5 separate regions of the Mus musculus genome follow, and all the other regions are linked to region 2. Evidence: chromatin contacts called from public Hi-C data. All regions are on one chromosome and are shown on one strand. The core of a region is the stretch at or near the end of the contact, and the rest is flanking DNA. Distances in the headings are between cores, read along the strand shown. Region 1 has its middle 280 kb from the start of 4930521E06Rik. Region 2 overlaps Gm51621 (a long non-coding RNA gene). Region 3 has its middle 110 kb from the start of 4930521E06Rik. Region 4 has its middle 270 kb from the start of Col3a1. Region 5 has its middle 210 kb from the start of Col3a1.

Region 1 (4,099 bases), core at 780-3,279, 740 kb after region 2:
AAGTAACAGTATTTTCTCTTAAGAGGATTCACTATTTTTTAGAAGGTATATCATAAACCAACTAATAATTTATTTTGGTTTGATTTTCCATGCTACACCTTAATCAACTTCTATACAACATTCAGTACAGATGAGAAATGATATCACAGATACATATGTTTTGGCATTGCTTATTGGCTTCCTCACTCTTTCTAAGGTGAAGTACAGATATTTCTAAGTTGACCCATTTGTCAGGCCTGTAAAATGTTTTCCAGTGTCCTCTTTTTTCTTACATATAATTCCTCTACTATTCAGTTAATTAAAATTCCAAAATTATTGCGTACTTATTTCTTTATTAAATTTGTTAAATTTCTTTTAATTAAATTTTCCTCTTACTGGATGAGTAACATTTAAAAGGAATGGCTGCTTTTAAGTATTTTCCTATAAACAGTTGTTAGATAACTTGAATAAGTTACTGTAAGTATGCATTTTCTTTTCCTTTTTTGTTTATTCGTTGAAATTTTCAAATATATATATATATAATGTATCTTGATCATATCTAATGCCCTCTTTCCACTACTCCCTCCCTCTCCAAATACAATTGCCTCCCATCTATTATTTATCCTTTAAGATTTGTTTCATTATTAAGCATGATAGTGGTGGTGGTGTGTGTGTATGTGTGTGCATGTGTGTGGTTTTTTGGATACATGTGTGTGTGTATGGGGGGGTTATACATGTGAGTTAAGTGTTTATATAGTCCAGAGGGAAAATAAAATACCATGGATCTGGAGATGCAGTTGTGAGCCAACTGAGGTAGTTGCCAAGAACTGAACTGAAGTCCTTTGAAGAGCAGTAAACACTTTAAGTTCTGAGTCATTTATCCAGCCCCCATGTCTCTTTAAACAAATCACTCCACGAAGTCCAATTACTACTGCCATTATATGCACTGATGTGGATTGTTATCGACTGGGGCTACGGTAATCTTCCAGTTGCTATTCCCCAAGAAAAGTGATTCTCCTGCTCCCAGCAGCGATCAACTTCCAAGAGCTTCCTGGGAAGGTGTGGGGCCTCAGGAGCCCAGCTTCTTTGTGTGCTAAAATTTTTAAATGTCTTGATCTGTGCAGGTAGCTATATCTACTGTAAGTTCATGTGAGCAACTATTGCATTATGTCCAAAGGACAGCATTTCACACCACTCCTCTGTATTTTCTAATTAATTTATCTATTCTTTCTCCTCTTGTATGGCATTCACTGAGTGTTGGTATGGAGGAGGGCTGATATAGATGTCCTTATGTGTCACAAAGCACTCACAGTCACTTATTCTTAGCACTTTGAACACTGATGAGTCTCTTCATTAGAAGCTGCCTACTACAGTAAGATGCTCTCTGCTCAAGGTTAAGTTTAAAGCAAATCTGTGCACATTTATGTAAATATTTAGAGGGCAGTCTGATAACATGAATTTTGCAAAATAAAACAAATAGGTTTCCTCTTTCAGACTATGACTTCCACCTTCATGGGTTTTGACCAAGTTTCCAATACCCATACATGAATTTGCCAGTGAGGAGCAGATCTCAGGTCTAATCAAAAGAATGGTTGGTTAGCCCATAAACACAGTCTTGCTACTCTTAGCATCAATAGTACATATTGTCCTGTAGGTCAGTATTGTTTAGAATGCAGGGTCCAACACAGGGTTATGCCATTGATGTCTAGTGGTTGCCAGCAGCCAACAAAGCACATACCAGCCCGGTGAAAGCTAGCTAACAGAGAGATAGGTTTCTGCTTAGTTCAGGCTTTGTTTCTCTATTTTCTACAACCAAAATGTGTGATTTCTTCAGCAATGAGGAGTTACAATTTTAAAAAAATGTATCTTCCATAAATCTACTTCCTTAGAAACATAAGGTTTTGCTTTTGTAAGAATAATCCATGTAGAATTTTTTAAAATGAACAAACACCATTTTTCTTTCTTGACCCTTTTATTATGAAATGCACCCTGTGTCTATCCAGCTGTGTGGCTCTGGGCCAGTACTGTGAGTCACTGCCCTACATTCTGCATGTACAAACAGGAATTAACAGAAAGGAGAGGCAAGGATAGTGCTCTTGGGTCTTGCTTACAGTCAAACACCAGGGGAGGGAAGCTATTATATGATTTCCAGTGAAGTCTGATTTGCTGTAATTCTTTCAAATCACAACATTTTGAGTTTTAGTTAGTTGAGAAGATCAAAGAGATGGAGTTAGGATAAAAAGAGAAATGGTTCTCAAAAAGAAATTTTGATTATGTTTTAGCTAGGAAATCCCTTGACAATGTTAACAAATACTTCCACTAAAATGTCATAAAAGCAAAACATCAATGACGAAGTGTAAAACGAATGTGTTTCTCAGATCCATGAACTTGCAATAAATAACCTTGACAGGATGTAGGTATATCTCCTGGTGTTTTGCATCTCTCTGACATTTTCTCTCTCTCTCTCTCTCTCTCTCTCTCTCTCTCTCTCTCTCTCTCTCTCTCTCTGTTTTTCTTTCTCCCCCCCCCATGTTGTTACTAATACTGAGAAAGAATATTATAAATCATATTGTGAAATGTTCTGAAAATATTACTGATAGATTTATAGTTAGTAAAGTCAAGTTTTAAGGACATGGTCAGTTCCATACTGATTGGTTCTATGAGTGTTGGCTTACACTCATTCTCATGACCCAATTTTATACACTTCCCTCGTCCATTTCTTCCATTTTCCCCTTTCTCTCCTGCTCTAATATCAGCACAAAAAAATTTTTAGTGAGTCATTGGTGGTGGCTAGTGTTTAGCAAGTCCCACACTATCTAGTAATTACATGATATCAGCAACTGGTCCACATGAGCAGTTTGCACTTGGATTCTAGGCAGGTTAAACACATGGATTAAATAACTTTAGTGGGAACCAGATGGTTCTAATCAAAGAGCAATTGTTCTCATAGACAATCAGATGAGGAACAGATTCACAAGCAGATTCCCATGCCACGTTGACTAGAAGCTAACAGTGGAGCCTGAGCTCCCACGCCCAGCTTCCCTCCCTAAGGAAAAGAGAAATGAAAATGAGCCCAAGGGCAAAAGTGAGTCTGAACAGAAAGATATACTACACCATGTAGCTGCTAGAGAAAAGGGAAATTATAAAACAGAGGGGGGAAAAATCTAGAATTTCAGGAAATCATCTATTTGAAAATCTCTAAACCTCAACAGATTTATTCATCCTCATTTATTAGTTTATTTCATTCTTCCTTTAGATAAAGATATAATTCTTCTTTTAATATTATATGTAAGTTGATCTAGATTCATAGATACTTTTGTGTGGAAAATTGGGGACATAAGATTGCTGTTAGGGATACCTGAGAACTTGTTTAATAAAACACATAAGTATTTGTGCTTAAAGTCAGTATAGAATTCTTTAAAACCCCAGAGTTACTTCTACAGGTCCTGTTTTCATAAACAGAAAAATGTCAGTAATTTTCTTGTGGTCTCTAACAGTTAAGTATTGTATAAATATTGTTGTCAGTGTGACTGCTGTTATTTTTATCCTGACTTTACTAAGTCCATTTACTGAAGCCTTCTCTGGTAAAAGGTCTGGAAAGCTTCAAGTCCATACAATCAAAAACAATGATGAACTCCCTTAGGAATGCAGCTTCACTAAACACCACATGAACAGAGCCTTGCTGAAGCTGGGAAAATGTTGTAAAGTGTGGTAGAAATATCCATATGAGGAGGCAAATGGACATTGGACATTTCAGCCTTCCTCTTTGTGTTTCAGTGAACCAAATATAAGAACACATAATAGAAGGTGAAGAAATGGGACACAATGTAGGAGAAAGGCAAGTGGCAAAAAGAGAGTGAGGAAGGATCAGGGAAGAGAGAAGAAATTGAATTCTGAGCCAAAATGGCTTTCATTGACTACAGCTTGCTGACTATAGCCCTTTGGCTGATAGGTAACTCTGGCATATAGCCTTGAAGACATGAAGCTATGGAACCACTGCCAAGATTTTACTTTTCATTTTTTCATTCAAATAAAAAAGATTAGGGGCCCATAAATATGTTTGTAAATTGTGAGCATCACTAATAATGGAAAAGGGTTCAAGATTATTACCATGTAATAT
Region 2 (4,217 bases), core at 378-2,877:
AAATTCTGTAGGTTTTCTAGTTTGATCTAATGATTTCATAACCCATGAACCTCCTATTATTTAACTTACGGAAGTCTCTGAAAAATGATAGGTCCATTAAATATTTTTGTCACATTTTCAGTCCTAGAAAAGGGTATTTTAAAGTTTATGTTTTACTTTTTTCAAAAATGATTTTACATCTTAGCAGTAAAGGATAAGTTTGAAGCAATTAAGGGCTAGGGAAATCTGTTTTTTTTTTTTTTTGTTTGTTTGTTTGTTTGTTTGTTTTTTTGGTAATTATTAGTTTGCTATTCTCTCTCCCAATACGAAGTAGAAAACTAACTCTCATGTTAATGATTTCTCAGAGCTAGTATGAATTAATGAACTCACTCCGTAGACCAGGCTGGCCTCGGACTCAGAAATCTACCTGCCTCTGTCTCCCAAGTGCTGGGATTAAAGGCGTGTACTACCACTTCCCGGCTTGATTCTTTAGTTTTAATTGGGCAGTTAGACATGTATTTCCTGTGGACTAGGGTACATAGCCTAGTAGTAAAGGTAGGGCAATAAAAATCAGAGTGTAAGGTAATTTCTATAAGTCCATGACATCAGAATCTATCTGGTGCCATTTTGCTAGCAAAATTTTGTCTTGAAACAAACACAACAACTATCACAACAAAACCAAAAATACAAAGGAAGTATATCTCTGGGTAAGAATAGACACCGGGAAGTAAAAGGTTCTACATAAGACTTCACTTTTCGAAGAAAGTGAAGACCAATGCAGGTTCTCAGATCAATGACCGCATCAGGAAAACGACCTTTGCAGAACATTTGGTTGGAGCTCTCTCAGTTATTCTACTCGGCTTTATTATTTCCAGGTTAAGTTTCTTCAACAAAATTTGAAAGGATCAGTTAAATAAAGAATCCAATTTGTTATTTCAAAACACTGCTGCCTCACCAATATGCCTGGCTATCTCAGGACAGTGTGAGTGGATAGTGTTACAGTTTACACAAAATGCCCTGGCCACATGTGCATCTGTGACCTTGTTCTACAGGAAGTCAGTGACATGGGCACGGTGAATCTATCCTTCACGGCTTCTATTCAACATCCAGAAAAGTAATGCAAAGCAAAGGTGATGATGAAGGTATATAGGAGTCCTAGAAGTCATGTCACTTCACCTTAGGCATTACTATTAAAGGCAACCATAGTCACTAGGGTTATTCTCTTTATGTTTCATACCATATAAAGAGCAGTTGCAGATTTTTCAAGTCTGATTTGAATGTAGTATGTCAATTCTTTTTTTCATATTAATACTATCTATGCATTTACTTTTCTCAATATCACACTCTCTGAGAGGAAAAGAAAAAAAAGTGGCCATGGTCAGGCACAATAGTGCATGTGTGTGTGTGTATGTATATGTATGTGTGTATGTATGCATGTGTGTATGTGTGTGTGTGTGTACTTGGCAGGTATATATTTGGCAGTGTGTTCAAAGTAATGGCTATGTTTGAAGTAACTTGCCTAAGAAAACTTCAGCTTAAGCCAGAGCCCCTGTAACTCATTTTTACTTGGGTTAATATTCACTTGCCTTTGTTCTTGCTGGGGCAGGAAGATTAGGGGCTTTCTGACAGGCAGTGTGGGACTTGTTAGATAACTGCCTAAACAACCCAGTGCAGTCCCTGCGCCACCCCAGATTAGAGTGGATTCTATCTTGATCTGTAAACTAAACATTTGCATTTGGAACAGGGGGAGCTCAAGTCTGGCTTGTCTAATCTTGGTTTGAGCACCCTTAAGTAACTTGCTTGATTTTCACCACCAAGCACATTGCTTGCTGGGTAAAAGATCTTTCATTTGCCATAACAAGATCTGGAGCTTAAGTTGCAATTGCTGGGAAGGCAGCTTTAATGTTTTCCTTTCCCATGAAAATGAAAACCAGAGAAAACTGTTTCCTGATTACACATCAACATTACAAATGTCTTATGGCAAAGAAAGATGAGCCTGGTTTGTGCAGAGCAACAGTGTGGGTGAACGATGAGGCCTCTGCAGTATGCCTGAGACTTTATTTTTTGCTTTAGAAGGAAATTCTCTTTCCACTAGAATTATGTCTCTGGGTGGGTGATTCATAAACAGAGGACCTGGGAAAGGATTCTGTCTCTTGAACCTATTTACAGTTTTAATCATAGCCAGCTGCTCAGTTGCTGGAGGAGTTTAGATTTTGCAAAGGCATTAGGAGTTTTATCTTTTGTGCTTAAAACTTTAGATCGAGGTCACGTTAAGATGTTGGTCAGTAAATAACTTAAAACCTTTCTTAAGAATGTGGACATTCCTTTTCAATGCACAGGGAGGCAGTTTTAAGGTATTCTAAACTCAGCGTGGTAGAGTTTAAAACCCTTTTCTTTGATGCAAAACAGCTGCAGCCCTGTTTTGAGTGGCAGAAACATTGCCTCTGCCTCTCTGTCTTCTTACACTTTCCAGGCTCAAGGCAAAGGATTAAGAAATTTAACATTTTTCTTCTTGTCAGGCACATTCACAGCCATTGCCTTTACAGCTAAATGGTACTTTTAAAGAAAAGGAATTTCAATTTATACTTAAGCCCAATAGCCTAAAGACAGTAGGAAAACATTAACCTCTTAAGAATGTTGCAGAGGTTGAAAATATTTTCATAGTGTAGGCATTATCAAACCTCCAAACATTTTCTGCTGAATGTGACCTTAACCAACACACTGGCCTATACATGTCCAGTCTTATTTATCCTTAGAATTTACTACTAGTACTAATATTTATTTTATGTGTATGGTTGTTTTCCCTGTATGTATGCATGTGCAGTATGTGTGTGCCCCATGCCCTTAGAGTTCCCAAGAGGGCACCAGATCCCCTGAGACTGGAATTGTGCTGATTGTAAGCCACCATATTGGTGGTGAGAACAGAACCCAAGAACTATAGATAACCACTCTAACTACTATTAACCACTCTAACTCCAAATAACTCTGCTCAGTAGTTATTTGAGCTGAGACAGGAGGCCAATTCCATTTCTCACTTAGCTTACAGAAAAAAGACTTTAGAGTTCAATTTCTCTCAATGCTTTATTGATGATTGGTCTATATGATGCTTGTCTCAACACAGTGAAAAGGTGATCATTGGCATTACAATGATGAATGCCCCATGTCTTAGAAACTCCATTAACAGATGAATAGCTACTTCTGAACAGCACCCTTCACAAATACATATGGAAAATACCCATATACATGTAAAACACACATACACACACACACACACTATTGATAATGCCTACACTATGAAAATACACACACACACACACACACACACACACTATTGATAATGCCTACACTATGAAAATACACACACACACACACACACTATTGATAATGCCTACACTATGAAAATACAGATACACACACACACACACACACACACACACACACACGTAAGCCTTTTCTTTTTCAATTACTTTACCAGCTGTGTACCTTGAGGCCAAGCTGGGCCAATTATATTTACTTACAGATGGTTTCCCCATGGAAATTTTCTTGTAAGAGTTAAATGATTGCATCTTCTGGGAGAACTTGATCTTATATTAAGTTAAAGAATATATTAAGGAGTATGGGGATAAGATTATAATTTGTAGCAAAATATGCTAAAGCGAATGTTTAGAAATGTAAAAACATGATTCTTTGATAGTTGTCAGTGGCCTATATGTAAGACATTTTGAAGAAGAGAATGATTTTAAGCAAATTCTGACACAGTAACCTTATTAAAAGGTAATTACTCATACACATGGATATCATATGGCTTATTCGTTGAAGATAGGCCTTGGTTCTTTCTCTGCCCCCTGCTCGCAGAAAAAAGACTCAAGAGTCAACATATCCTTACAAATACCTTGACCATATAGTTAGCCTTTTCTCTGACTAGATATAACTTAAACTATCCCATTTATTCTAGCCTACATCCTGCCAGATAGCTGGTTACCCGTGCTCAGGTACCATGTGTCTGTTTTGTCATATCTTCCCTGTGAATCTCCCTCTTGCCTCTATCCCTGAATTCTGTCACTTTGCAGTTGTCTCACCACTATTTCCTGCTTAAGCCATAAGCTATAGGCTTTTTAATTGGCAGGTGATAGATGGATCTATATAAAACATAAGAAATTCTCTCTACACTTGTTAATGGTGGGTATTACTTATTTATTTTCTTAGTCAATCCTATTTGCCAGATAGTTCTAGTGATA
Region 3 (4,265 bases), core at 1,397-3,896, 910 kb after region 2:
CACACTCACGTAAAATATCATTAAAGTCATTTGTTCACTAAGGTATATCTGCGGAAAACCATTCTTTTGTTTGTAGTCAATGCTCTTTCTGCAATAAGTAGTCATTTGTCTGTGTCTTCGCAAAGAAAATCCACACAGCAACCTACAGAAAGAATTGTTAGATCCTATGGCTTATTGAATGGCCTTACAGAAATTATTTTGGAGAGAAAAACATTATTTTGGCATACTGCTTTAAAGTTTATGATTATTGGCTTCATGAGTTTAGTTTAGGGCAGTCATCATAGTGACAGCTATGACAAAAGATTGAACCCTTCAGCTTATGTCAAACAGGAAGTAGAAAGAAAGGGATACAGAAAAAGCCAAGGGAAAGATGTAGTAAGACAACAACATGGTTCAGTGACCCACCTCCTTCAGCTATGTTCCACCTTCCAATAATACTATTGTACTATGACTCCATTAAGAAATAAATTCACTAGATCACAACGTTTATGAACTAATCATTTCAAAAATTAGTGAAATTCCAATTTTAAAATATTTATGAGCTATCAAACTTTATGCCATAGTCGTTTCTCCAACTTATGTCCTCTATAACTTGGGAATTCTAAGAATGTTCTTTTTCAGTAAAATTTTCTATTTTAGTTTTGTTCTGGACACTTACTTATTGGAAACATGATTTTTTTCAAAAACTTACATTTGAAAAGAACATGAGAAACAATCAATAAACTTTGGTTTTGTTTATTTTATTTAGTTTAGTAAACACAAAGCAACAATAGGTAATATTATATAAGGAATTGTTTGTTAATGAGGCAGATTAAAAAGACATTGTATATTCTCTAGTGCATAATTATAAACACGTGTGTGCATTATTATCTAACCATTGCTGAAATAATATTCTCCTTCTCCTATACCTTGCCAATGATGACTCTAAAGTGTCACTGTGAAAATGCATGAAATTAAATCTCAGTTTTCAAATTCTGAGATTATCTAGTCCTCTCCCTTATTTTCAGCCTGTTAATGGAATGATTAAAGTATATTTTTTCTTATAGTTTATTCTTGCCTCTTCCTTTTAGAGTGTAACAAGGAGTTGTAATATGTGGAAAATTCAACAAATACTTTACATTCCTTCCCTAGAGAAATCTAAAGCTTATCAAAGCGGGAGTATACATTCTTTTTTCCATATCAGAAAAAAAATACTGACACAGCTTGACTGGTTCTTACAACAGAATTATAAACAATGTCAAGTAAATTTATGCTTCAAATTCAAATCCTTGTCTGAAAATTGAAATACACAGGAGGAGTACACTCCACTTTAAGCATGTAGCTGAAGTTCTTCCCTGGGATACTAGTTGATGTCAAGAAGCTTATCTTGAAATGTTTATGTGATGGTCTTGGGACTATTCTTTGTGTCTGTACAAACACTCTATTTCTTGCCTATAAAATCTTTAGTAAAATCCATTTATAAGCATATGCTGAAGTTTGTAACATCTCAGCAAGAAGACATTGTATAATGAAAACTAGTTCAAATTTTGTTCTGCTAGATGAATGTGGAAACTAATGAATCATACGTTGAATAATATTAGAGATGCTTTTATTTGATAACACATCTGGAGTTCATAAAGATAATCCTGCATTGTTCTGGTGCCTGAGAAAAAGATACCATGAGAAAGTTTTTCTACATCTCATATCACCTACCCCACCCTACTGTCTTCATGAGAATGTTCCCCACCACCCACCCACCTCAGAGGGTGGACCAGAAGGGGAATAAAATCTGGAGTGTAAAACTAAATTAATAAATAAAATATAAAAAAGAAAGTTTTTCTAACACAAAGCTATTGGAAAATCAGTGGTTGATATTTGTTTGCCTGAGTTTATAGTCTGCAGTTGGAATAATTGGAAACTGCAAACAAATGAGATTTGAGTTACCTTTAATTTTATGAAGAACATGAGTAATAAACTCTACAAGGTATAAGGAATTCAGAGCCAGGAGCAAAAAACAAGTAAATGAGGTTTTATCAAAATATAGTAATAATAAATGCATAAAATAATGAGAGATGTGTATATTGTTTATAATTGATATAAATAATCAAAATATAATGAATTATTTATATCTCATATATATATTTTACCTGTAAGATAATTTTATAGAAATTGTGGCAGATCATATGACTCTGTTTTAGTGTTTTGCCAATAAATAACTTGGTAGATATTCTGTTTTGCTATCTACAATTGACATATCAGAAGATCTGGCTTTAAGTTATTTAGGATAATGTGAAACAAAACCACCTTTAAAGACAAGTTTAAACAGCACACAGAAATTTATTAGTGAGAATGTTTAACAAGCTGCAGTGTTGCCTAGCGACTATTCTCCGAGACCTTGCAGGATGGAGGAGCAGGATCACTTTCCCATCACACGTGTGCATATGCTCATAGTCAATGTCTCCCATTCCCCTGTTTCCTTATTTTATACCAATATAACATAAGTAGTCATTTATTTTTAGTCCTTTCCAAACACAAACTTGGGATTTCTTCTTTATGATTTCACTCTTTAACTAGGTGTCAACTTGACATGTGTCCTTGCCTACAGCACAGTAACTAAGTGCAGCTGGGTCTTTGGGATTTATGACATATTTTTGTTGTTAAGAGCCAAGAGGAGTGACTGCAAAGTAACCGAGTGACTTAAGGGGGAAAACATAAAAGACAGAGTCTGTCTTCTGAAGAAAGAAAAAACAACCAAATCTTTGGTCAGTGTTTACTCTCAAGTCAATTTATCATGACACTGATTTTACTTCCAGAGTTTATGTAACAGCTGTGAGTATTACAAGAAACTGAGTACTTGGTAGAGTTGTATAAGTCTCTGTATTTTTCTATATTGTTCATTAAAAATGATAAAGATGAAATATTTATTTTAAGGACAATAGAAACAAAAAACAAAATATCATTTTACTGTAACTAAAACTGTATTGAACTATAAGCTAGATATAGTATGCTTTATAATGCTTACAATTTAGGTGAGAGTAACATCCTGCATAGATTGATTTCCAGGTGAGATACATTTGATTACGTGCAACAGGAATTCATAATTTTTAGTCTTTTTGGTTCTGCACATTCTGATTAAATGTGTTCTTCTTTCTGTTATTAAATAAAAAAATGTAAAGATAATGAACAGTATATATATATATATGTGTATATATATCTATATATGTGTTTTAATAGAAATAGAATTATATGACTTCCCCTCCCATTTCTCCCTCCAGCCTTTCCTTCAAGCCACTGTGAGTTCATACTCCACTTAGCTATTTATAGAAATATGAAGTGGCAGGTTCTCTGTCAAAATAAAATTAATAAATATTTATGTAAATACTATAAGTACAATGAGCCTCCTTTATTTGTAGCCACTTAGGATATTACTTCCTATATTCAGATAATAAAACATAATAACACATTTCTACAATTCCATACATAAAAAAGAAATCATAAACTTTATTATACAATAAATTTAAACAATTAGTAATAAAATATTTTGACTTTTTTCTTTTTTATTAAAAAAATGTACATGCAGTGCATTTTGACCATATTCTTCTCCTCCACAGCTTCTCACAGATCTTCTGCCTCCTATCCAGCTAACATCATTTTCTTTCTCTGTCTTAAACTCTGCCCAAAAGATAAGAATCAAAATACACAAAAAGACAAAAATGCCAATGTAAACTTACAACCAAACAAAAGCACACAAAATGAATGGATTCTGTTTTCTGTTGGCCAATGACTTCTGGGCATGGGGCTTTCCCTAGAATGTAGTTGGTATATACACAGAAACTCCGCTAGACAAAATTGATCTTACTTTTTCCCTTGGGTATCAATTAAAAACAGCTTCTTGATTAGTGATAGAATGTTGTATTTACTTTTCCTTCTCCGTGCTGAGATTTTGTGTTATTTAACTTGTGCAGATTTTTGTGTATCTGTGAGTTTGTGTGTATATCAACCGTGCTGTGTCTAGAACACACTGTTTTCTTTGTGTCATCCACCACCTCTGGCTTTTATAATCTTTGTGCCTCCTCTTCTTTATAGATCTCTGAGTCTTGAGTTTAGGAAACACATCATGTAGGAATAAGTGCTCCAAAGTCTTCCATTCTCTGCACTGTGTCCAGGTCTCTATGAGAGTTTCCGTTGGCTGTAACAAGAACCTTCTCTGGTATGGTGCACTGATCTACAGGTATAGCAATATATAATGATCAGTCATTTTATTGCTCTGTTCTTTCTGTACCTTT
Region 4 (3,988 bases), core at 640-3,139, 720 kb after region 2:
AGCCAAAACAAAACAAACAAAAAGACTGAGCTGTACATCTGTTACATCTGTATAGAGGTTCCTAAGTCTGCCCCATGCATGTTCTTTCATTGGTGTTTCAGTCTCTGTGATCACTTAAGATGTAGAACTTTCAGCTCCTCCTTCACCATGCCTGCCTAGATGTTTCCATATTCTTGCCCTGATCATAATGAACCAAACCTCTGAACCTGTAAGCCAGCCCCAATTAAATGTAGTCTTGGTGTCTGTTCACAACAGTACAACTTTAACTAAAACACTAGGTTTATGACTGCAAGTATAGGAGAACATCATTAATAGTGTCAGAAATAGGGGACTCTTTCTCTCTCCTGACATGGCTCTCAAGTTGGGCCAGTCATTGTTTGGCCATTTCTTCAATTTCTGCTCTATCTTTACCCCTGCACATCTTACTATCAGGACAAATTGTGACTCAAAGGTTTTGTGGGTAGGGTAGTACCCCATTCAATTGGAAGTGTTGCCTGATTACAGGAGGTATCTGGTTTAGGTTCTATATTCCATACTGTTAGAAGTTTTAGGTAGGTTCACACTCATTCATTCATCCTTTGTCCTAGATTTCTAGTTTATCCCAGAGATGCTCCCCCATCCAAGTTCTCTCTCACAAATATTTAATACTCTTAGTCATTAGGGAAATACAAAGCAAAACGACTCTAAAATTCCATCTCACACTAGTCAGAATGGCTAAGATAAAAACAAACAAACAAACAAACAAACAAACAAACAGACGAACACCCTCAAGTGACAGCTCATGCTGGCAAGGATGTGGAGCAAGAGGAACAGTCCTCTACTGTTGGTGGGAGTATAAACTTGTACAACTCCTTTGGAAATCAATCTGGTGGTTTCTCAGAAAATTGGGAATAGATCTACCTCAAAACCCAGTTATACTACTCCTGGGTATATACACAAATGATGCTTGACCATTCCACAAGGAAACTTACTTAAGTATTTTTCTTTTTTTTAATTAGGTATTTTCCTCACTTACATTTCCAATGCTATCCCAAAAGTCCCCCATACCCTCCCCCACTTAACTATTTTTCATAACAGCTTTACTCGTAATAGACAGAAACTGGAAAGAACTTCGATGTCCCTCAGTTGAAGAATAGATAAAGAAAACAGTACATTTATTTACACACTGCAACAATACATGACTATTATAAAGAAGAACATCATGAAATTTGCAGGGAAATGGGTGGAACTAAAAAATATTACCCCAATTCCCAACTGAGGTAAACGAGATTCAGAGAGAAACAGATAGTATGTACCCAGTTATAAGTGAATATTACTAAAAAAGTACAGGATAACCATGCTACAATCTATAGTCACAAAGCTAAGTAACAAGGAGGACCTAAGGGATGATGATTGAACCTCACTGAGAAGGAGAAATAATCTAGACATCAGGGGTAGATGAAGGGAGGGAACTGAGTGTGAGAGGGAGTTGGGATGAGAACAGGAGAGATCCAGTAGAGAGGACACAGGGAGAGAGAACTGATCTGGATTTTATTATGAGAAAATTTTTTCCTGAATTTTTTTTAGCCTGCCCCATGTGATTAATGGGGTTCCTTTTATTTATGATGTCACAGCAGTCTCAAATTCAGAGACATAGCACATATTGCAGACTTCTGCTTTTCTACTTAGCTAAAGCCAAACTACACTAGGTAGGATTTAAACACAGTTAAGGAGAGCATTCCTATTAGGTCAGAAAGCAGGAAGAGGAGGCTTAGTGTGGAATCCAGCAGTTGGAGCAATAAAGCTCCAAGGAAGGTTTTGTGATTTCTGCACACTTAGGCCCAAGTAGGTCTGACAAAAAGCCACAGAGCACACATTTCCTGTTTAAGTCAGTGCTGGATCCAGCCCCAGAAACTCAATATTGCATTGACTGTTTCCAGACTTTGGCCAGGACCAAACCTCATTTCACCACTCCTAGTCCTATTTCTGAACTTTAAAATGCTAGAGAAGTCGGGTTGATGGATTAATTTAAAGTTTACTGCTGAGAAATGCAAGGATTCTCTCACACATGCTCATGGTCTAAACGTAGAAAGATTGAGATTTCTGACATATGTGTTGTTACCTGCTTTTGCAGAAAACATTAGTTAAACACGAGGTGTATCTCTGAGAAACATGTTATTTTTAACATCTTTATAAGAAAATTCAAGCCAAATTGGAACTCAGTCATCGGGATCCAGGAAAGACATTATAATATTTAAGAAACACCTCCACAGAAAATATGACTCAACACAATTTTAGAAAAACATGGTGGTCACTTACTGGCTGTGGTGTAGATGATCTCAAAGTCAATTTAATGACTTTAAAGAAACAAGTCATAAAATAAGTAAGAGTTGCTTAGTTAAGATGACCACAGTTAGTCATCAGTGCTTTCTGACCTCTGACATATTGATGTGATTTTAAATTGTCTAGTAACAGCTGTATTTCTTTATCCATATGGTTTCAGGCCTTTATCATGAAAGAAATTCATCTGTAAAAATATTTAACTCCATGTCTTTGGGTTTACATTGTTGTAATATTAACCATGACACTAGTCAACATGAGGGGTAGTGGGTTTATTTCAGCTTACAACTCTCAGTTCACAGCCTTCATATCAAGGAATGAGGTCAGGGCTAGAACTCAAGACAGGAACCTGGAGGCAAAAAACAAAAACAAAAACAAAAAAACCAGAAGCCATGGTGGAGAATGGCTTAGTAACTCCCCCCACTCTACCTTATTGTACTTTCTTCTAGCATCCCAGGATCACCCGGGTATGGCATAGCTCAAACTGGGCTTATCCTCACCACATCAGTCTGTAGTTTAAAAATAAAACAATCAATATTAGTTAACAATAAACTTTCCTTTTTGCTCATTCTTTATTAATATCACAATATAGATATTATAACATAAAAGTATCACAGTCCTTCAATTTCAATTCTTTAAAAATCCAGTCTCTTTTAAAAGATCCAAAGTTCATACCAAACATTGGATGGAACTTGTAGACAATTACAGAAGAGTTGGGGGAAGGACTGAGAACTCCAGAAGGTAGAGGAACCCCACAGGAAGACTAACAGAGTCAATTAACCTGGATCCCTGAGGAATCTCAGAGACTGAACCATCAAACAAAGAGTATACATGGGCTGGACCTAGTCACCCAACCCCACATTTGTAGCAGATGTGTAGTTTGGTCATCATGTTATTGCCCAACAACTGGAGCTGGAACTGTTCCTAAAGCTTTTGCCTGTCTGTGTGGATCTCATTCACTTAACTGGCCTGCCCTATGTGGTCTCAATAGGAGAGAATAACCTTGTCCTGCTGAGACATGAGGTGGAAGGGTGGGGGCATACTGAAGGGTAGCATTCAGTGAAGACAGAGAGGGAGGGATTATATGAAGGGGAATCATGAGTGGGACTAGCAATCTGAATATAAAGTGAATAAGTAAATAAATAATAAATAAATGGGAAAAATGAATGTGTCAAGCTCAATGCAACATTGCTGCTTTTACTTACAAAATAAGACTTAAATGCATTTTTGTTTCATTTAGTTAAACATATTTATTTGTTTGCTTATTCATTCATTTATTTTTGTTTGTATTGCTACTTGGGAGAGGGTTCCTGTGAGTTCAGCTGCCTATGGTGGCTGGAGAAATCGGATCCCCTGAAATTGGAGTTGTAGGATATTGTGAGTCATATGATTTGTATGGGTGCTGTGAATCATACTTTGTCATTTGCAATAGTAGAATATACTCTTTTTTTATTAGATATTTCCATTATTTACATTTCAAAGGTTATCCCCTTTCCTGTTTTCCACTCCAAACACCTCCTATGCCCTCCTCCCTCCCCCTACACACCAACCTACCCACTCCCTCTTCCTAGCCCTGGCATTCCCCTATACTGGGGCATAGAACTTTCACAGCATGAAGGGCTTCTCTTCCCACTGATAACAGACTAGGCAATCATTTGCTACACATGCA
Region 5 (4,200 bases), core at 470-2,969, 660 kb after region 2:
TAAGACAAATTGGCAACCTAAAAATTGGGAAAAAATCTTTACTAACCATACATCTAATAGAGGGCTAATATCCAATATGTATAATAAACTCAAGAAGCTAAGCACCAAAAAAAAAAAAAAAAAAAAAAAAAGAACAAAATAACCCTGTCAAAAGTGAGGTAAAGAACTAAACAAAATTCACAATAGAGGAATCATCTCGAATGGCCAAGAGAAGCAATTAAAGAAATGTTCAAATTTCTTAGTTATCAGGGAAAGGCAAATCAAAACTCTGAGATCCCACATTACACTAATCAGTATGGCTAATATAAAAAACTCAGGTGACAACACATTGGAGAGGATGTGAAAAAACAGGAACATTTCTCCATTGCTGGTAGGAGTGCAAACTGGTATAACTACTCTGTAAGTCAATCTGGAGGTTCCTCATATAATTGGAAATCGATATACCTGACGAATCAACTATACCACTCTTGGGCATATACCCAAATGATGCCCCACTATGGAACAAAGGCACATGTTCCACTATGTTTATATCAGCCTTATCTGATAGCCAGAAGCTGGAGAAAACCCATATGTCCCACAAAGGAAGAATGGATACAGAAAATGTGGTGCATTTACACAATGGGGTACTCTTCAGCTATTAAGAATGAGGACATCATGACTTTGGCCTGCAAATGGATGGAACTCGAAAATATCATATTGAGTGAGGCAACTCTGACTCAAAAGGACATGCATGGTATACACTCACTAATCAATGGATATTAGTCAAAAAGAGTAAAGAAACCTAGGATACAATCCACAAAACTCAAGGTTAACAAGCTGAAGGGCCTAAGTCAGGATGCTACAATCCCATTTGGGAGGGAGAACAAAGCAATCACAGGGGCAGAGGGAGGAAGGTACCTGAGTCAGAGAGGGGGCGGAGAGGTGAAAAAGAGAACATGATCTGATATTGTGGTGGCAGGAACTGGTGTGAAGCCCTGAGGGCTAGCTGAATGAATGGAGATCAGAAACCTCAGGAGGTAGGAAGTGGGGGGGGGGGGGGCAGAGACTTGGGAGATGAGAGATGTTTAGGTCTCCAAGGTAGGGACATTAGACAAAATGCCCAACAGTGGGAAGAGGGAACTTATAAAGACTATCTCTAGTAGAAAGACAGGGCATCAAGTGTAGGGATGGGGCTACCATTCCCCTAGGCAAAAATCAGACCCAGAATTGTTCCTGTCTAAAAGAACTTCAGGGATAAAAGTGGAGAAAAGATTGAGGGAAAGCAAGTTCAGTGGCCAGCCCAAATTGGGGTCCATTTCAAGGGGAGGCACCAAGGCCTGACACTGTTAATGATGCTATGGTGTGATCACAGACAGAAGCCTATTATGCCTGAGAGGCCCAACAAGCAGCTGAAAGAGTCAGATGCAGATTCTTACACCCAAGCAATGGACAGAAGCCAGGAAACTCTGTGGTTGAAGTAGGGAAAAGCTGAAAGAAGCTGAGGAGGAGGGCAACTCTATAGGAACACCAGCCATCTCAAGTAACCTGGACCCCTGAGATCTCTCTGACACTGAGCCACCAACTAAGCAGCATACGCTAGCTGATATGAGGCTTCAGACACATATACAACAGAGGACTGCCTGGTCTGTCCTCAGTGAGAGAAGATGCACCTAACCCTAGAGAGACTTGAGGCTTCAGAATGTGGCGAGGTCTGTTGGAGTTGGGGTGGGAAGATCCTCTTGGAGATGAGCAAGGAGGAATGAGATGAGGAACAGTCAGAGCATAGATCACTAGGGTGATAACGACTGGTTTGTAAAAGAGATTAATAGTGATAAAGATGATGATGATGATAACAATGATGACAACAATGACGATGATAATAATAATGATAAAATGTGCCTGTAATAGAATAAAAACATCAAACCATCATGATTTTGAGGACTATGGGTCAGGAACTCACTTTCAAACTTGGAATAAAAAAATACAAAACAAAACAGAGGTTTCAGCTGCACTGCCTAACTTTAAAAGAAACATTAATTACCCCAAAAACCTAAAAAGAGTTTTATGACAGGATGTTTTTGTAACACAGTGTGGACACACAGAGGCCATTTATTATTGTGACAAAGACTGTTCCTTTATTAGCCCAGAAATTACATAACCCCTTGGAATGTAAATCAATGTTTCAAAATAAACAACTTATCTTTTTCCTACTAAAATATAAGAATCTGCTAAAACAACTCTTTGTCTTAAAACTACATTAGTGTCCCCAATGCAGCACTTATGAGCAAATGGTGACAAGAGGACCTGAGTTCTGGGACAAGACCTGTTTCTACACCAAACAATTTAAATCTTTATTTTCAAATATAAGTAGACATTTAATTGAAATAGACCATGTTCATGGAAAAGTACATAAATCTAAACTACACAAAAAACAAGTTTCAAAAATTGCTACATGGAGAACAAAAACAAAGTAACCACCAAGGAGCTCAATATATGGAATAACTTGGACATTCCAAAGGAACATTTTACCACCCATTTCCTTTCACTTTTTCCTCCATACAGATTACCAAAATTCAACCTTCTGATACTAAGAATTAAATCCACTTTGTCTTTTGTTTGGTGTTAATGAAATCACATAATACAGTTTACATTTTGGGCTTGGATCTTTTTCCTAAGTTTCTGTGACATTCATTAATATGTTTTAGAAATCATGTTTGTTCATTTATGCCTGTGTGTGCTAACATGCATGCATATGAGTGTGTGTGTACATGTAAATACATGTATACACATAGTGTCCATTGTATTATTATGCTATAAGTCAGTCAATTTTTGCTCTAGTTTAAATAAGAGTGTTCTTTCAAAGCTATTATGAATGACTAAGGTCTAAGAATGTAGATTCCAGTGGCATAGCATAATATGTTCCACTACATTAGAGGTTATAGAACCTGTTAAGTCTCAGAAACAGAGAAAAGCATAGATGAATGATTTTATGGAATATGTAGGAGGGAGCATCTGGTAGGTAGATATTACACAGAATAGCAAAATTTCTTCTATTGATTTCAAATGTCATATTGTAGCAAGTCTGCTTACCATACTGGGAGACTAAGTGTTTACCTTTGTAATCAAAAAATCAATAGTGAGATCTTAACACACTGTGATAATAAGTGACCTATGAAAGGGCTTTAAGCATTATAGCTGGTTTTTGCTAATTTGTGGGTTCTTCTTTTCCTACTCTTTATCCCCCATTTCACCCCTTTCACTAGATAGGAGAGAAAGAAGGATGGGATGGGGGGGAGTGAGGGAGCAGGAGAGGGAAGCAGAGGGGGAGAGAGAGGGCGGAGGGGGAATGAATTTCTCTCTCATTTATTCTTTAATTGTAGCTGGTCTTTGTTAGTTTGTGGGTTCTTTTTCTCACTCTTTATCCCCCACTATCACTAGATAGGAGAGAAAGAAGGGGTAAGAGATAATTTTAATTTATTTTTACCTGATCCTTCTTTGAGACCGACTACTAATAAACCACAACCAATCCCCCTGAATGACCACCAAACACAAATCACACCTCTTGGGGTCAGAGTATTTACATACCCTCTAAAATGTTCCCAGAATTTCAAACTTCACACAATTGATGAAACTATCTACAGCTGGCAAACCATGCTTGTACTAGAGCACTAGGCAAATCATAGTCAGCTGCTGTGGTCAGTCTGAAGGAGCCCCATATTGCTACACCTAGGATTAAAACAAAAGCACTTTCTTATAATATTTCTGCATTTTTTAAAGACTTCAAAATTCCAAAATTTTCATTACAAAGCATATCCTAAAATGACTTTAGTACTTAATCTACAATACTCCATCTCTCCACAGTCCCCAGGATGTAAAAAACCAATGTATTATTTAATACATGTGTTGAAAGACCCACAATGTGAGGACTCCTCCACATTCTGACTCAGGAGAGGCAACACCCCAAATCACTCACGAGAAACAGTCTTGATGCAAATGACAAGAGGACTTTTATTTCAAGAGTGCTCTCATGCCCACAGTCATACACCACGCAGGGGTAGAGGACCATGGTGCCTCGAGTAGCTGGGTAAGAGGGTACTTAAAGGAAGAAACCACAACTCAAGGTAGTGGGGAGGGCGTTGTTGGAAAATACCAAAAATACCAGTTTAGAGTCACGAGGAAGTCACAAGTCACAAGGAAAATTAATTACCTGATAATTGTGAG

What was found. A called contact is a pair of places that touch in the nucleus more often than the background predicts.
Region 1: a Hi-C map of uterus shows a contact between it and region 2, with 5 times the contacts expected there. The contact joins two enhancer-like sites. A contact is called at or near these places in 9 of 484 Hi-C or Micro-C datasets (adipose-derived mesenchymal stem cells, cranial neural crest, embryonic fibroblasts and 2 more) and 4 of 115 datasets of contacts at active chromatin or transcription factors (the NIH/3T3 cell line, embryonic fibroblasts, fibro-adipogenic progenitors and 1 more).
Region 3: a contact with region 2 is called in a Hi-C map of uterus, with 3 times the contacts expected there. The contact joins two enhancer-like sites. A contact is called at or near these places in 2 of 484 Hi-C or Micro-C datasets (both in uterus) and 1 of 115 datasets of contacts at active chromatin or transcription factors (embryonic fibroblasts).
Region 4: a Hi-C map of uterus shows a contact between it and region 2, with 8 times the contacts expected there. The contact joins two enhancer-like sites. A contact is called at or near these places in 1 of 484 Hi-C or Micro-C datasets (uterus) and 3 of 115 datasets of contacts at active chromatin or transcription factors (the NIH/3T3 cell line, embryonic fibroblasts and fibro-adipogenic progenitors).
Region 5: a Hi-C map of uterus shows a contact between it and region 2, with 8 times the contacts expected there. The contact joins two enhancer-like sites. A contact is called at or near these places in 6 of 484 Hi-C or Micro-C datasets (embryonic fibroblasts and uterus) and 1 of 115 datasets of contacts at active chromatin or transcription factors (fibro-adipogenic progenitors).

The regions. Positions count from the first base shown.
Region 1 is chr1:45,020,246-45,024,344 of GRCm38.p6, reverse strand. No RefSeq gene overlaps it. Among named protein-coding and RNA genes, the nearest start is that of 4930521E06Rik, 280 kb to the right of the region's middle. Within about 2 kb of position 2,029, at least 77 of the 459 cell types and tissues checked have an H3K27ac peak or open chromatin away from gene starts, as enhancers often do. A contact at or near this core is called in palatal mesenchyme and uterus, where this site is marked.
Region 2 is chr1:45,759,026-45,763,242 of GRCm38.p6, reverse strand. The region is part of intron 1 of Gm51621 (a long non-coding RNA gene); the gene reads left to right. Among named protein-coding and RNA genes, the nearest start is that of Gm51621, 4.0 kb to the left of the region's middle. Within about 2 kb of position 1,627, at least 61 of the 459 cell types and tissues checked have an H3K27ac peak or open chromatin away from gene starts, as enhancers often do. A contact at or near this core is called in embryonic fibroblasts, palatal mesenchyme and uterus, where this site is marked.
Region 3 is chr1:44,847,877-44,852,141 of GRCm38.p6, reverse strand. No RefSeq gene overlaps it. Among named protein-coding and RNA genes, the nearest start is that of 4930521E06Rik, 110 kb to the right of the region's middle. Within about 2 kb of position 2,646, at least 4 of the 459 cell types and tissues checked have an H3K27ac peak or open chromatin away from gene starts, as enhancers often do. A contact at or near this core is called in uterus, where this site is marked.
Region 4 is chr1:45,041,247-45,045,234 of GRCm38.p6, reverse strand. No RefSeq gene overlaps it. Among named protein-coding and RNA genes, the nearest start is that of Col3a1, 270 kb to the left of the region's middle. Within about 2 kb of position 1,889, at least 48 of the 459 cell types and tissues checked have an H3K27ac peak or open chromatin away from gene starts, as enhancers often do. A contact at or near this core is called in embryonic fibroblasts and uterus, where this site is marked.
Region 5 is chr1:45,099,045-45,103,244 of GRCm38.p6, reverse strand. No RefSeq gene overlaps it. Among named protein-coding and RNA genes, the nearest start is that of Col3a1, 210 kb to the left of the region's middle. Within about 2 kb of position 1,719, at least 2 of the 459 cell types and tissues checked have an H3K27ac peak or open chromatin away from gene starts, as enhancers often do. A contact at or near this core is called in uterus, where this site is marked.